Regions from separate parts of the Gossypium hirsutum genome. Here region 1 is linked to region 2. A link is a contact called in public Hi-C data. All regions are on one chromosome and are shown on one strand. The core of a region is the stretch at or near the end of the contact, and the rest is flanking DNA. Distances in the headings are between cores, read along the strand shown. Region 1 holds the start of LOC107920188 (transmembrane emp24 domain-containing protein p24delta9). Region 2 holds the start of LOC107918344 (mitochondrial uncoupling protein 3).

The links. Hi-C and Micro-C count contacts between places; a contact is called where the count stands out from the background.
Region 1: a Hi-C map of hypocotyl shows a contact between it and region 2, with 2.4 times the contacts expected there. The contact joins the promoter of LOC107920188 here to the promoter of LOC107918344 in region 2. A contact is called at or near these places in 6 of 34 Hi-C or Micro-C datasets (hypocotyl, leaf and petal).

What each region holds. Positions count from the first base shown.
Region 1 is chrD13:14,982,418-14,989,277 of Gossypium_hirsutum_v2.1, reverse strand. It overlaps LOC107920188 (transmembrane emp24 domain-containing protein p24delta9), which reads right to left and starts at 4,853. Exons shown (of 4, transcript XM_016849749.2): 1 at 4,385-4,853; 2 at 4,080-4,289; 3 at 3,020-3,096; 4 at 2,499-2,892. The coding sequence starts at 4,591. The coding sequence ends at 2,748. LOC107920187 (integrin-linked protein kinase 1) reads left to right here. Exons shown (of 11, transcript XM_041108774.1): 7 at 233-292; 8 at 562-683; 9 at 762-847; 10 at 932-1,047; 11 at 2,290-2,722. The coding sequence ends at 2,383.
Region 2 is chrD13:14,381,397-14,388,371 of Gossypium_hirsutum_v2.1, reverse strand. It overlaps LOC107918344 (mitochondrial uncoupling protein 3), which reads right to left and starts at 4,387. Exons shown (of 2, transcript XM_016847878.2): 1 at 3,878-4,387; 2 at 2,562-3,469. The coding sequence starts at 4,267. The coding sequence ends at 2,927. It overlaps LOC107920483 (anaphase-promoting complex subunit 2), which reads left to right and starts at 4,997. Exons shown (of 16, transcript XR_005922757.1): 1 at 4,997-5,391; 2 at 5,468-5,780; 3 at 5,888-6,177; 4 at 6,404-6,475; 5 at 6,702-6,946.

The DNA.
Region 1 (6,860 bases), core at 3,604-6,103, 600 kb before region 2:
TCAGAGTAAACCTTGGAGTAAAAGAGTGAGAGAATGCAGAACTGTATCGTAAATCACGTTACTTTTTTAATTAGGATAAAATCATTTGTTTTCTTTGGTTTTTATTTTTCTAACTTCACGTCCTTTTGACTGGGAGTTACTCCGCAGAACATGTGTTGGCTATGTGATAGCATTTAATTTTCTCTCATATGTACGGCTATTTTGCTAATCTGGATTTTATGATTGTGGCCAGGGGTATGGCTTATCTTCACAATGAGCCAAATGTTATAATTCATCGAGATCTAAAACCAAGGCAAGTCGGTTTCTGTTTCAGTTTTGCTGAGCAAGTAATCCTGGTTCTTCTTCAACTAGCTATTTTTTGAGGACTCTATGCATTTCATAGACTGCGTGCGTGCTTATGTTGGGGATATTTCCTTCAAATTTGGAAGGGTTAATGAACTTGGCCTTCTGAAAGCACAAAAATCTTCCTCATTAGTTGAAATCTTTTCCTTTTTCTTCCATGGTTGAAAACTTTGAATTGCATCGACTTTTCATGTTATAATATTCCTTTTTTTTTGTCAGGAATGTGCTTTTGGTCAACTCCAGTGCTGATCATTTGAAAGTTGGAGACTTTGGACTGAGCAAACTCATCAAGGTTCAAAATTGTCATGATGTCTACAAAATGACTGGGGAAACAGGGAGTTGTGAGTGTTTGTGCAGGTTTCCTTTGGATAATAAATGATCCTCAGATTCTTAGGTTCTTTAATTTGCATTTGGGACAGATCGTTATATGGCACCTGAAGTTTTCAAGCACCGGAAATATGATAAAAAAGTGGATGTTTTCTCTTTCGCGATGATACTTTATGAGGTAATCTTCTTCCTCCTTCAAAATGACATTGATAGTAATCTATTTGAGATTAGTTCTAATGCATGATATTCTTACTTGGAGCAGATGCTTGAAGGAGAACCACCATTCTCGAATTATGAACCTTATGAAGCAGCTAAGTATGTTGCAGCAGGACAGCGACCTTCTTTTCGTTCAAAATCATACCTCCCTGAACTCAGAGAGTAAGCCATCTCTATGATTCTTCTACTTTACTAGAAGGTTTCATGGCTTGTGCTACACCATGTACATGGTCAAACGACAACTTGAATTTTATAATGATAAGTAGGTTATATATAAGCTATAATATCTGCATGCAGATTTGCATATTGTTGACCTTAATACTGCCTTACATCTCCATCTTCCTAGCCTTTGGTATTATCCAACCTTTTAACTGCAAAATCTCTTCTCAAAGATGTTTAGCAATTAATGTTAATACAGTTACTTAACAAACAATTTGAGGTGCTGGACTTGGACAAGTGGAATTGCTGATTGTTTTCTTCTTGAATCTTTCTTAGCTTAACAGACAAATGTTGGGCTGCCGATATGAATCAAAGACCTTCTTTCTTGGATATTCTCAAGTGGCTTGAAAAGATGTAGGAAAAAAATGTATCCTCAGATCATTGTTTGAATATATACAATACATAGTGTTCAAGATTTGATGTAACTGATGATAAACCTCCCGTTTCCACCAATCACCTCCAAGCTCCCCCATTTGTGCCAATGGATGGTACTGTAAATAGACTCAGTAAGTTGCTTGTTATAGATTTTACCATAACTGGTTTTCCTCTATCCTCTTTCCAAATTCAGTCATAAAAGTATGCCTGCATTTCAATTTCAACTCTTTGAAGGTCACCCGAATTTGCATATAATAAAACGTTTCCTCATCGTACACAGTTTTACTTTTCATCCTTATCGCCATTCACCATTGATTACGAGGAGCAATAATAGGCAGGAAAATATCTATGTTGTTATATTAGTACTAAACCCTAAACCCTAAAACCCTAAAACCCTAAACACTAAACTATAAACCCTAAACCCTAAACCCTAGTTTGAGCTTTCAGGTTGAATTTCTGGATTTTGTTTTTTTGCTTAGGTATGCTTTTTGAATCATGGCTTGTTTAATGGTAGCTGTTGCTCATTTCCTGTTGTCAGACTTTACAATTCTTATCTGTCAACATTTGTATTATATTATTGTCATAACCAGGTTTAAGATATTTTATATTTATGTAATTTTAACATGTTAATATCTCTATTATATAATTTTAATTATTTTTCATTTTGTATTTGTCATATGATCTTGCTATGCCTGATATTGCCAGATCTGCCCGTTGCTTTAACTTTTATTCCTGTTTATTTTATGAAAAATTACATAATTCTTCTTCGGCATTCAGTCTTTTCATTCTAAGGTTCAATTTGGATTTCAGGAACCTTAAGCGTTTGGGTGGGGATCTCAAATTTTGCCCTCAATCTTCATTTTGCAATCTGGTTGGGTTGCAAAATGTGATAGAAATTAGGTGATTTTCTATCATCATAAACGAAACAAAAGTGTCGGATATCAAAATGTATCCGACGGTTTTTGTATATTTAAAAGGTCATGCTTTCATACCCACATTCAAACATGTACGCGTATGTGTTAGATATAAATGCTTTAAAAAAAATGAAGAGTATGAATAACATAGGTAATAATAACAACTACCAAGCTTGTCATTTTGTATCCCCTTACCTCACTCTCTCCCCAAACTTCATCCATTATAGAAGGTAGCCACAAAGATATTACACATTTCACATGACAGAGACCTATTCCAGCTATGAGACCTAGAAAATTATTTTTGTCAAAATATTTTGCAACAGTACAGGGAAAAAAACCTATGGTCTTACAAACTTAAATAAGCTTCTTCTTCTCGAAGAAAGTTTTCAAATGCCAAAATTGTAATCCCGCTACTGATAGGCAAAGAAACAGTGAGAGGAACGACAACCAGAACATTTTGGAGGTTGTAGCTTTGTTCAGTTCCTGCATTTCTTCTTCTCTGGAACACACACACACACACACACAAAAAGAATCATATGCAGAACCCAAAACAGTGAGTGAAGAAATAAGATTCCTTCAAGAGGAAGAGCTATGCAACAACGACGATGGATAAGATGTTTCCTTACCTCTCACGCAAATAAAACATTTCCTCATGAATGGATTGAATGGTATCATACAGATTCTTCAGCTCAAGTTCCATCGCCTGGTATTTACAATAGAAATAAAAGAGAGAAACAATAAGGTTTTTCTTTTTTCCATCTAGGATTCAGGTAAGGGATTAGAACATAAGCACCAATTATGTTACACAGACTTGAGGTATGTGTTTGAAATGAGTATGGCAATTTTTGTGAAGTGTTTCTCATACCTATTGATGACAATAAAGAATCCGAGCATCAATGTTCCAAAGGCAGGCAGGTAGGTACTCCTAAAGGTATGAAAACAATAGGAATGCAAAAAACCTAGCATGCCTAATTGTTCTAGAAGAGTGATAGTGGGTTGGTGTTTGCTATCTAGGGTTTACTAATTAGAATGAAAAGAGAGACAACTGCTTTAGCACTAAGGAGAGATAAAAGGTTAATGTTACATTAATTGTATCTGGGTTAAGCATCAGGATCTTATACATATTAAACTATATTCTCAGACTGTTTTGCTTAGTAAGTGGGCAAATCAACAGCTGCAGAAACGACCATGTAAGAGAGTGTCCATCTAATTTACAAAAACCCAATCCGTAGCTCCAAAGATTGAACCGCAAGCAAGGAAGTTTTTGTTCATAGAAAAGGCCAAAGTCACATAAATCGGCCTAGTGAACTTCATAACCAACATCTCATGATAAGTGAACATGATGGATCTGATGTAAAAAAAGAACATAACAAGCCTTGAACACTAAAGAAAAAGCAGTAATTTTCTATGGAACACCGAGACCGAGAGACCCTTTAGCTTAGCACTAAGCAACTAGGGTTTAAATCTTTTTCCAAGTAATTCCAATCAACCAAGATGATCCTAATGATCATTACAATAAATCTACGTAGCTTTCAACGCTTAGAACTACAAGCACTCTAAATTGAATCATTGTTACAAAGAACAACTCAACTATATGTATTGTAGATGCAACAATTATGGTCCCTTCACCAGCCAACCCCCCCCCCTTAAAGCAACATATTCGTGGGAAGGGATTATAATACTTACATCGACTTGGCCTTTCTTGGCAACGTTAGTCCAGTCCTTGGTGTGGACTCCAGTCCTCCAATCGAAATCAACGGTGACCGTGATCGGCGGCGAATGCTCCGGCGCCCAAAAGCAAGCCATGTAATCACCTTGCTCCGTCGCCGTGAATGCAAACTGCCCATTCTCCACCTTTTCTGCCGAGTGAAAATTATTCCCATACGAAGACGTTACCTACAAGAATTTACAGCCCCAAAACATCTTAAATCACTCCCAAAACTCAAAACACAAAATTAGATAGAAAAAGGTTGGGTTTTTTTTAAGAGTACCCTGACGGTGAGCTTGTGAGAATCGGGCAAAGGATGATCTTCGTTAGGTTTAACAACGTGGTACTTTCCGACAGTCATTGAATTGCTCTTGATGTCTTCGGCGATGCATTTAGTTTGTCCCGATTGCAGATCGAAACGCAAAGATTGCGATGCACGGAATAAAACCCCCACCAACAGAACCAAGACCAATACTGACCGGAGAATCATGGTCAACGGCGAAGCTTTGATTCCACAAAACAAAGAACGCAAAATCAGTGGATGCAAAAAGAAGAAGAGATTGGGGAGGAAAAATAAAATTAATAATAATAGTAGTGCTAATAGTAATAAATAGAGGTCAAAATTAATAAAGACACGCGGTGGGATGGGATTGGAAGAGACACGTAACTGTGGAGACTTTTAGATACGATTAGGCTGTTTGATGTCCTAAAATCCCAGATCTGTCTTAACGTAACAGCACGTTTTATACAGATACGCACAACATTGGATCTGTATTTCACTGTTTTGTCTTTATTTTTTCAATAATAGTAATAATAATTCAGGGTTAAATTAGTTAGACAGTCCGTTTCCATAATTAATTAAGAAATTAGGTTTTTTAATAAATTTAGGGAAATTAATTAATTTTGGAGCGAAAAACAGAAAACACATTTTGTTGTACATGTTTTCATCGAACAATAACTTTTAATATAACAGCTAATTTATTTCATACTTCCATTTTCTTCTTTTGCATTCAAATTCTATTCTCTCAACTATTTTATTATCATTTTTTCATTCAATTTTTCTCAAATTTTTATTGTCTTAATTTTATATTTCGTAATTTTTTGATTTTATTTTATTTTTATAATTTTTAAAATGTTAATGCCACTTATACATTTAGATGGCAAACACATTTCCAGCGTCCAATAGCAAATGGCAAGAAAATATTATTTATTTTTTTAATTTTAATTAATATAATTATTAAGTTGTTAACATTATTAATTTTATAATTTTTTATATTAATATAACCAGACTGACGATTATATTATCGAGACGTACATACACAATTTAAATGCGAGGGCATCGCGCGTTATTAAACAACACTTACAAGAGGCGAGATTCTTGCATGTGTCTCGTATGCGAGGGGGACTAAATTGGATCCCACACTTATCAACTCTTTGGTGGAAAGATGGAGACCCTAGACACACACATTTCATCTTCCGTACGGTGAGTGTACAATTACATTCAAGGATGTAGTATTTCAACTCGATTTACTAGTTGATGGGGCAATCATTATGGGGTTAGTGGGCATTGGTGATTGGAACGCAATTTATGACCAATTATTAGGGTGGGTTTGGATGGACGATACGTTTACCTGCAGTTAGTGTAAAAATAGTTGTGGCGATGAGATTAGATATTGTAGCGTAAGACAAAAAGTAAGCTAAACGCACCGCACCGTCCGTCCAAACCCACACTTAGGCAAGGTATTGGACAAGTTGAGTGGTAGTCGGATAGAGATAAAATGGTTAGAAGACAATTTTAATTATATTGACAACTCTGCTGGTGTCGTTGAAAGACAACAATACACGCGAGTATTCATCCTGAAGTTAATCAAAGGTCTTCTAATGCCAAATAAATCTCAACATCTGGTAAATTTAAGGTGGCTCCTACAACTAGTCGACCTAAAAAAAGCGAGGTGACTCGGTTAAGGATCAGTTGTGTTGGCAACATGGTACCGAGAAATGTATCGGGCAACGAAAGCACAAAAAATTAAAATTGATGGTCGCATACTCCTTCAGTTATGGGCATGGTACCGCCTACCATTTTTACATCGCCAAGTAAACGCCCCTTATGAATTCCCACTTGTAATACGACAAAATTCATTTAATAATATAGTTATCATAATATTTTTTTTCATTATTATTTTTTTGAAATAACATATTATTTGAATAGGTGAAACAATAACACGAGTCATGTGGGTATACCAGACAAGCTCGAAGATATTCGGTTATTACTAGATCAACAATCATAAATCGATGTTAACTTTTGAAATTTTCAATTATATAATATTTACGTAAGGATTTGAAATTTAATATTAAGTACATAATAGAATTTATAATTTCATACTATAGTTTGAATGAATGTCATACTCTGATTCAAGAATTCAAGAATGCATCTCGGCCAAATTTTTGACAAATCGCAAAATTTGGCACATCAAAGTGTCATTGATAGTTTTTGCAATGGTCGAGATGCATGAATCACATCAAGTGATGCGCCAGTTTGTGTCTAAGCAAAATATTTTGCCTTCACCCCAATAGCTCAATGAACTTCACAAGACCGATTTGCGCGGAAGGAAGGGGAATCAATGAAGATAAACCTAAATTCCATGTCAAATATATCTACATTTGGGAACATAGGTATAGTTTCTTACCTATACACGAACCAATTCTCCCACCGGATTTGGCGACCTCTCTAGATTACATAACATGATTTAGACTTCATG
Region 2 (6,975 bases), core at 3,138-5,637:
AGTAAAATTAAGTATTATAAATCTATATATAATCGAATTAAAAGTAAGTATAAAATATTTAATATATATTTTCATAAAATTGTTTAAAAATAAATAAATAAGAGAGGCAAAAAACGAAAATATAATTATAATAGATGAATTTTTATTAAAAATAAAATTACATATATTAACTTTAAAAATACATTACATTTAAGATATTGTTATATTAGAATATAATGAAAATTTACAATTTAATATAATAATAAATTAAAATAGTTTTATAAATAATTAAAATAATAAAAAATTTTATTGAATAGAAAAAATTGAAGATAGCAAAAACATATTTAATTAAAAAATTTTTTTTTTCATTTAAAACTCATTCAAAAGATAAACCTATTCTAGTGTATTTTCATGAGTGAGAAGGAATTTTTTTTTAATCTAATAATTAAGCTACAAAATTTTTGTCTTTACTCAATTTCATCTTAGTGAATTTTTTAAATAATAATTATTGGGGAGGAATCTGCTTATATTCGTGTAAAATTTAGAGTGGTTTTACATACTTTTATAATTTTTTATACGATTAATATTTTAACAATTCAACAATTGAATTTATAAGGTATTTGTACTTGTTATGCATATAAAATTTTTAACCGATCCAATATCTCTATTATATTGATATAAAACATTGTCTATATTAAAATATATTTAACGGTTAAATTTTTTTCATAAAATGAATAGTTAAAATTTTTTAATTTATGTCAAACTTGACATGCATGATCTATATGAATTGAGCATGAAATATTCAGTTAGATTGTTAAAATATTAATTGTGTAAAAAAGTATAAAAAAGTGTAAAATTACGTAAGTTATATATCGATGTAATTGGATTCCTTCTATAATTAATTTAATATTTTTAAACATAAATTATAATTATAAGCAATAAATCTCACCTAAAATTTTTCAAGAAATTATTGTTGATCGAGACTTATTAAGCTAAATGCTTATATAAATACCTAATCTTTTGAGAGTTACTTAAATAAGGGTTAATCATTTCAAAACATTCAAATAATGGCTTAATATTTTCGAATCTTAGGGTGGGTTTGGATGGGCGATTGGGTGCGGTGCGGTGCGTTTAGCTTACTTTTTATCTCACGTTACAGTATCCAATCTCACCACCACCACTGTTTTTACACTAACCGTAACCGCGGGTAAACGCACCGCCCATCCAAACTCACCCTTAGTTGGGCATTTGTAATGTATACCCAGATACATTTGTGGTGTTGAAAAAACTTGTATTTTTTAATGATGAAATGTATTGATTTAAACTAGATGGAATTTGTATAAGATAAATAAAACTATTTTTAATTAAAAAAGGAAATTGTATTTTATTTGAGTCTAAAACCCAAGTTTGGAAGAAACCTTAATCTACCCAAAAATTGTCCAGAATCGAAATTTCTCAAAAATAGTCTTAGATTATCCAGTTGCCTTTGCATCTGGAAGCATTCATTAGTGATTTTTACAACAATTTGTCCCTTAGCCCAATCTCTGGAACCTTAAAGTAAGAGGAGCAAAATTGGTGAAATTGGGCACTTGCTTCACAATGGCATTCACGCCTTTGTGTTTTGGTAAGCCATGGATAAAGGCCACAGTTGGATCGCCCACCAACAAGACAAGAAGAAAGAGAGATTGGGGAGAAAAGTGGAGATCAGGAGAATGAGGGAAGAATTTCATCATAAAGTTAAGCACCAGAACTGTCTCATGTAAATTCTACTATCAAGTCCCTCGCAGTCTTTTTTTTTTTTTTTGTTCGGGGGGGGGATTTGTAATTGAAGACCATAATATTAGCTTTGTTGAATTGAATAACCCATGATATTTCATGGACAAATTGTTTCCTTTTGCTTTATAAATTGCCATTATTATCTATTGTGGAAATTTTTGTTGGTTTAAAAGAAAACCACATCGATATCATCTTCATGGAGGTTTCTAAATCTTTTGATTTTGATTTTTGCATTTGATTTTTGTTTGTTCATCTTAAGTTTTTCAAGTTTCAAAATTTTCAAAAATTATTCTACAATTTTGAGTTAGGATAACAGTAAGGAAATCTTTTAGTACCTTTTTTTACTTTCAAATTCTCTTTAGGGTTTATCTATGAAACTTAGAAAATTCTTTTAGAGCTGATGAATAAATATGGGATTTTATATTAGCTTTTAAGTATCTATATCTGTGTATGCTAAATTTGGCTTACGTATAATTTGTTTTTTTTTTCAAATTTGGGTAATCCATGTGATAAACCCTTATTTCAACAAAATTGACAACATTAGATCCTTATTTGAAGGTTTTGGAACGTGTTAATCCTTATTCAAGCAACCTTGAAAAGGTTAGGCCCATTTAGCCTAAGATCTAATTCTTATCGTCTTATTGCTCTACTGGTGTAGAGTTTGGCAGTAGAATTGAATAAAAAAATTAATATAAAACTAACTCATACCATCATGTATATATATGTTATACATAAAATAATAGACCTGCATTTCATACTTCTCAGCATAAACATTATACTTAAGAGGATTGATTAGCTTATACAGATGTAAAATTAGTTTTTTCTTATATGATCTTATAGTTTCATGTAAAGTTTTGAATCAATTCATCGAAAATACCATTTTTTATTCGTCCTACATACCGTACTTACAAACTTGAACAGGCCACAACATGCACAAGAAGCACAACCGATCTCGCATTTACCGCCAAGGGACTGCAAATCACAACAAGGTTAACCTTATATGGGAAAAATGCCATAAAAAAACACTACATAGGAAGCAGACCATCAAAGCAGAACATCTTCTGCCCAATGCTGGTATTCAAGTTATTGCCCCTGGAACAAGAAACCGGTAATAACATCTGAAACTATCCCGTAAGTATGTTGGCATCTGAAGCCTGATCAGGTCCATTAGTCAGAAGGAAGAAAGCCCCGAAATTTGTCGGAACTTCTCGTAAGATACCCAGAAAAAGAATTGCCAAGGACCAAGCCTTGCCCATGTAGGAAAGAAACCTTTCCACAATGCTGTTAAACCTTCGATTTTCACCGTCTTCACCAAACAATCATATGAGCTCTTGTACAAAACATTCCCTTCCTTACTAGCCGCTTGATTCATCATTCTTGTCTTCACAACATCAACCGGACAACTCAGCATTGTAGCAGAGAGACCTGACATGATCGATGCCAATGTGTGTGCATAGATGTTATCATCAGATATCTGATTATTTATAACAAAACGTTTTGCATGATCATAACAGGCTACTTCACCCATGTTCACTAAGAACGCCCTCTGAACATTTGGCAAAACCCCTTTCCAAAGACCTCCAAGACCTTCCATGGCTACAATTTTGTTAAAAGCATCAAAGAGTCCTTTGTATCGTGGTTGAAGACCCTTGTTTATCAAACGGCCATCCGCTTGCATCCTCACCTTAACAAGATCAGCTGGACTTGCCACAAACTGTACTGCTAATACTATTACATTCCAAATCAATACTTACAATAATCAATCTTGTCAAAAATGTAAGTGCATAAGCAATAGCTGGATGGCTAACACTGTTAATTGCTATGAAATAAATTGTTCTCAAAAAGCAACCTAAAACATTAGGCTGAAATATAATTTTTTTACTGGTTGAATATAATGGACTGAATTTTTAAGTGACCATAACGGTGAGATCAAATATCAGAAAAAATTTTCATGTCATCGATTTATTATAAGTAGTGGGATTAAATCTAAAATTTCAGCATAACAGAGCTACTGGAACCTTTTACATATTTAAGAAAAAGTAATAATCCCAATTCATTTTTTTGGCAATTTCAAGAAAGCAAATTAATCTCCATGATTTTGATTCAGTATTTGAAGGCAAACCTGAGCAATAGCGCCGGAAATGCCACCTACAAGCGCTTTAGAAGACAGAGAAAGAGAGCCATCTGCGCTCACCAAATTCCTTAAATTCTCGTAACTGACGATCCGAATGGGAGTGTAGAACAGATGCCTAATAATAGCCGGGGAGAGACCTTTATACAGCCCTGAAACGCCTTGGTCACGGACGATACCGGCGGCGACACGGAACGAATTGGTGGGACGGCGCGTGGAGGAGGAGAGAGGTTGAGACTCGCCGTGAAGCTGGAGCCTTGTCTTGGTTAAGTCTATGGGAAAGGTGGAAGTTCCCGCCACCATAGCCGATAGTGACGTCAACAAGATCTTAATTCCGGTTCGGGTTCTGGTTTCTTTATGTCCATGGACATTTGCCTTCATTTGATGTTTGAGACTTTGAGAGAGACCTAAGCTAATGGTGGTTTTGAATCCGCCGTAGACTGCCTTTAGCTTACTTTTTGCCTTTACCTTACTTTTTGTCTCGCCCTATAATATCTATCACTCTAAGCTAGTTTTGAAATAAATAAGTTAAAAAATGTTATTCTGGTTTTAGTCCCTCTTATCATAATAAAATTTAGATTTCATCCTTAATTTTAAGTTGACCTAATCTCACGTCTACTTCTATAATCTTTTTAGTATGTCTAAATTAATTATTGCCGCTGAAAAAATGCCCCAAAATTGAATGTTATTTGAACAGTGACAGATTTCACCATTAAGTTTTGAGAGAATTTAAATTAATTTTCAAAAAAATTTAGGTTTTAATTAAAATTTTTAACAAATTAAAGGCTTAATTAGAATTTTTAAATTTTCTGAAAAATCTAATTAAATTTTAAAAAATTTGAGGGCTTAATAGAAGTTCTAAAATTTTTAAAGAGGCCTAATCCAAAATTTTAAAACTTTAAGAGGTCTAATGAAAATTTCTAAAAATCATGAGGGAATAATTAAAAATTTCAAAAATTTTAGGAATCCAGGTACTAACCATGTTCCGCCTTCACAACTTGACTATAAGAAAGTTGTTAGAAAAAAAATAACGTCATAGAGGGACTAAAATTTAAAATAGACCAAAAAATGGCTTTTGAAATAAGTGAAACGACACATGTCATGCGTCGTTTAGGTGGAAATTGAGCAAAAGGGATTCATGGCAGTGGCGGTAAAGAAGAAATCGAAAAAATGGAACTAAAAAATTCCACAGTTCAATTCTAAGCTGAAGTAGTGAGACCTAAGTTAGGGTTTTTCAAAGCAAGGAGAGGATTTGTGTTATTTTCTTGTCAATGGAGTCATTAACTTCTTCTCCAGTGTGCAATCTAGGGATTTTGATCAGTCTCGACAACGACTCCGTCCAAGAAATCCTCCAAAGCTACGACGGTTTCTGCACCGCCGCTAATTCTCTCCTCAAAATCTCCGGCGATCTCTCCCTCGAACATGACTTCGTTTCTCATGTTCACACTCTCTGCAAACACGGCCTCCATATTCTCTCTCGGGACTACTTCCTTAGATTACTAGAGGTAATAATCGGTTAAGCCATTGCAGTCTCTTTCGAAATTAAATTTTCTTGATTTCATTTTTTTTTCTAAATTATAGGAAGCGTTTGAGAAAAATGGGGCGTCGAGATTTTGGCGCTATTTTGAGGATTATAGCAAAATTGAAGAAGATTTAGAGAAGATTGATGAGGATGAGATTCAAAGAGTGCTTTGTAATGCTTTGGAGGAGATTTGTTTAGAAAAAGAAAATCAAGAGAAATGCTTGTTAATGTTAGTTCATGCACTACAGTCCTATATGGATAATTTGACTGATGGAAAGCCCGACTTTGATGTGGGAAAAGTCTATCTTTTCTCAAAGTATCAATTAATTGTTTCCTCCATACTTATGGCCAACCTACCTCGACATTTTCCCGGTATGAAATTACTAGCTTTTTATTGAAAAAAAGGTCAGTTCTTTCGTTGTGCATTACTGGGGTTTTATTATTTGATTATTAGCTGATAATTTCATTGATGTTGTTAGAGGTGCTTCACTTTTATTTTAAGGGAAGGCTTGAGGAGTTAAGTACCATAATGGATGGAGAATTAAATGAGGAAAATGAGCATCGAGATAGAGATGAGATGGATTTTGATGAAAAGAACAAGTATAGAACTGGTGAAATGGAAATTGATGAGTGCTATTCCCAAGACAAGTTTTCAGAGAACAGTAAGTTGGTGAGGAACATTGGGAAGGTTGTTCGTGATCTTAGAAATCTTGGTTTCACATCAATGACTGAAGATGCCTATGCTTCTGCTATTTTCATGCTTCTGAAGGTGGGCTTGTTATTTATCATAAAATATGTATGCACACCTTATGTAATTGAACTCAACATAGTTATCTGATCTTTTTCTATTCAATTTTGTATTGGACTTTGTGCTTTTTGTTTCCTTTAATGATTCTCCTTTAGAAAATATTACCTCTGGCTTACATTGCTTATCATGTTTTAGGCTTAATAAATTTACCTTATTTTAGCAACATTCTTTCCTTGTTTGCATACAGGCTAAAGTACATAATCTGGCTGGTGATGATTACCGGAGTTCTGTTTTGGCTTCCATTAAGGGTTGGATACAGGTTGGTTTTGGTGTTTGTAAATCCTTCACATTTTTCCTTTTCATTGAAAGCAACTTTAAGAAATCAATTCATGGATGTCTTGCTAATCTTGCCGTTAATTTTGGTAAAATAAAAGTATCTCTTTCCAGGTTTCATGTTATTTCAGGTTTTATTAACTTGCTGTTTTTTTTCCCTATGGTTAAGTTACTTGAGTGCTTGTTCCTTACATTTGGAGAATATTGTACAGGTCGTTCCTCTGCAATTCTTGAACGCATTGCTTGCTTATCTTGGTGATTCTATTAGTTTTGACCAACATTCATCAGGTATCAAATCACCTCTGGCTTCACAACCATCTTCATGCTATTCTGGAACAAATACTCCGTCAGAAGGACTCATTCGATGGAAATTGCGGCTAGAGTATTTTGCTTATGAAACATTGCAAGATTTAAGGATAGCCAAACTATTTGAGATTATTGTGGACTACCCTGAGAGGTAACTCTTTTCCCATTCAAAAATTTCAT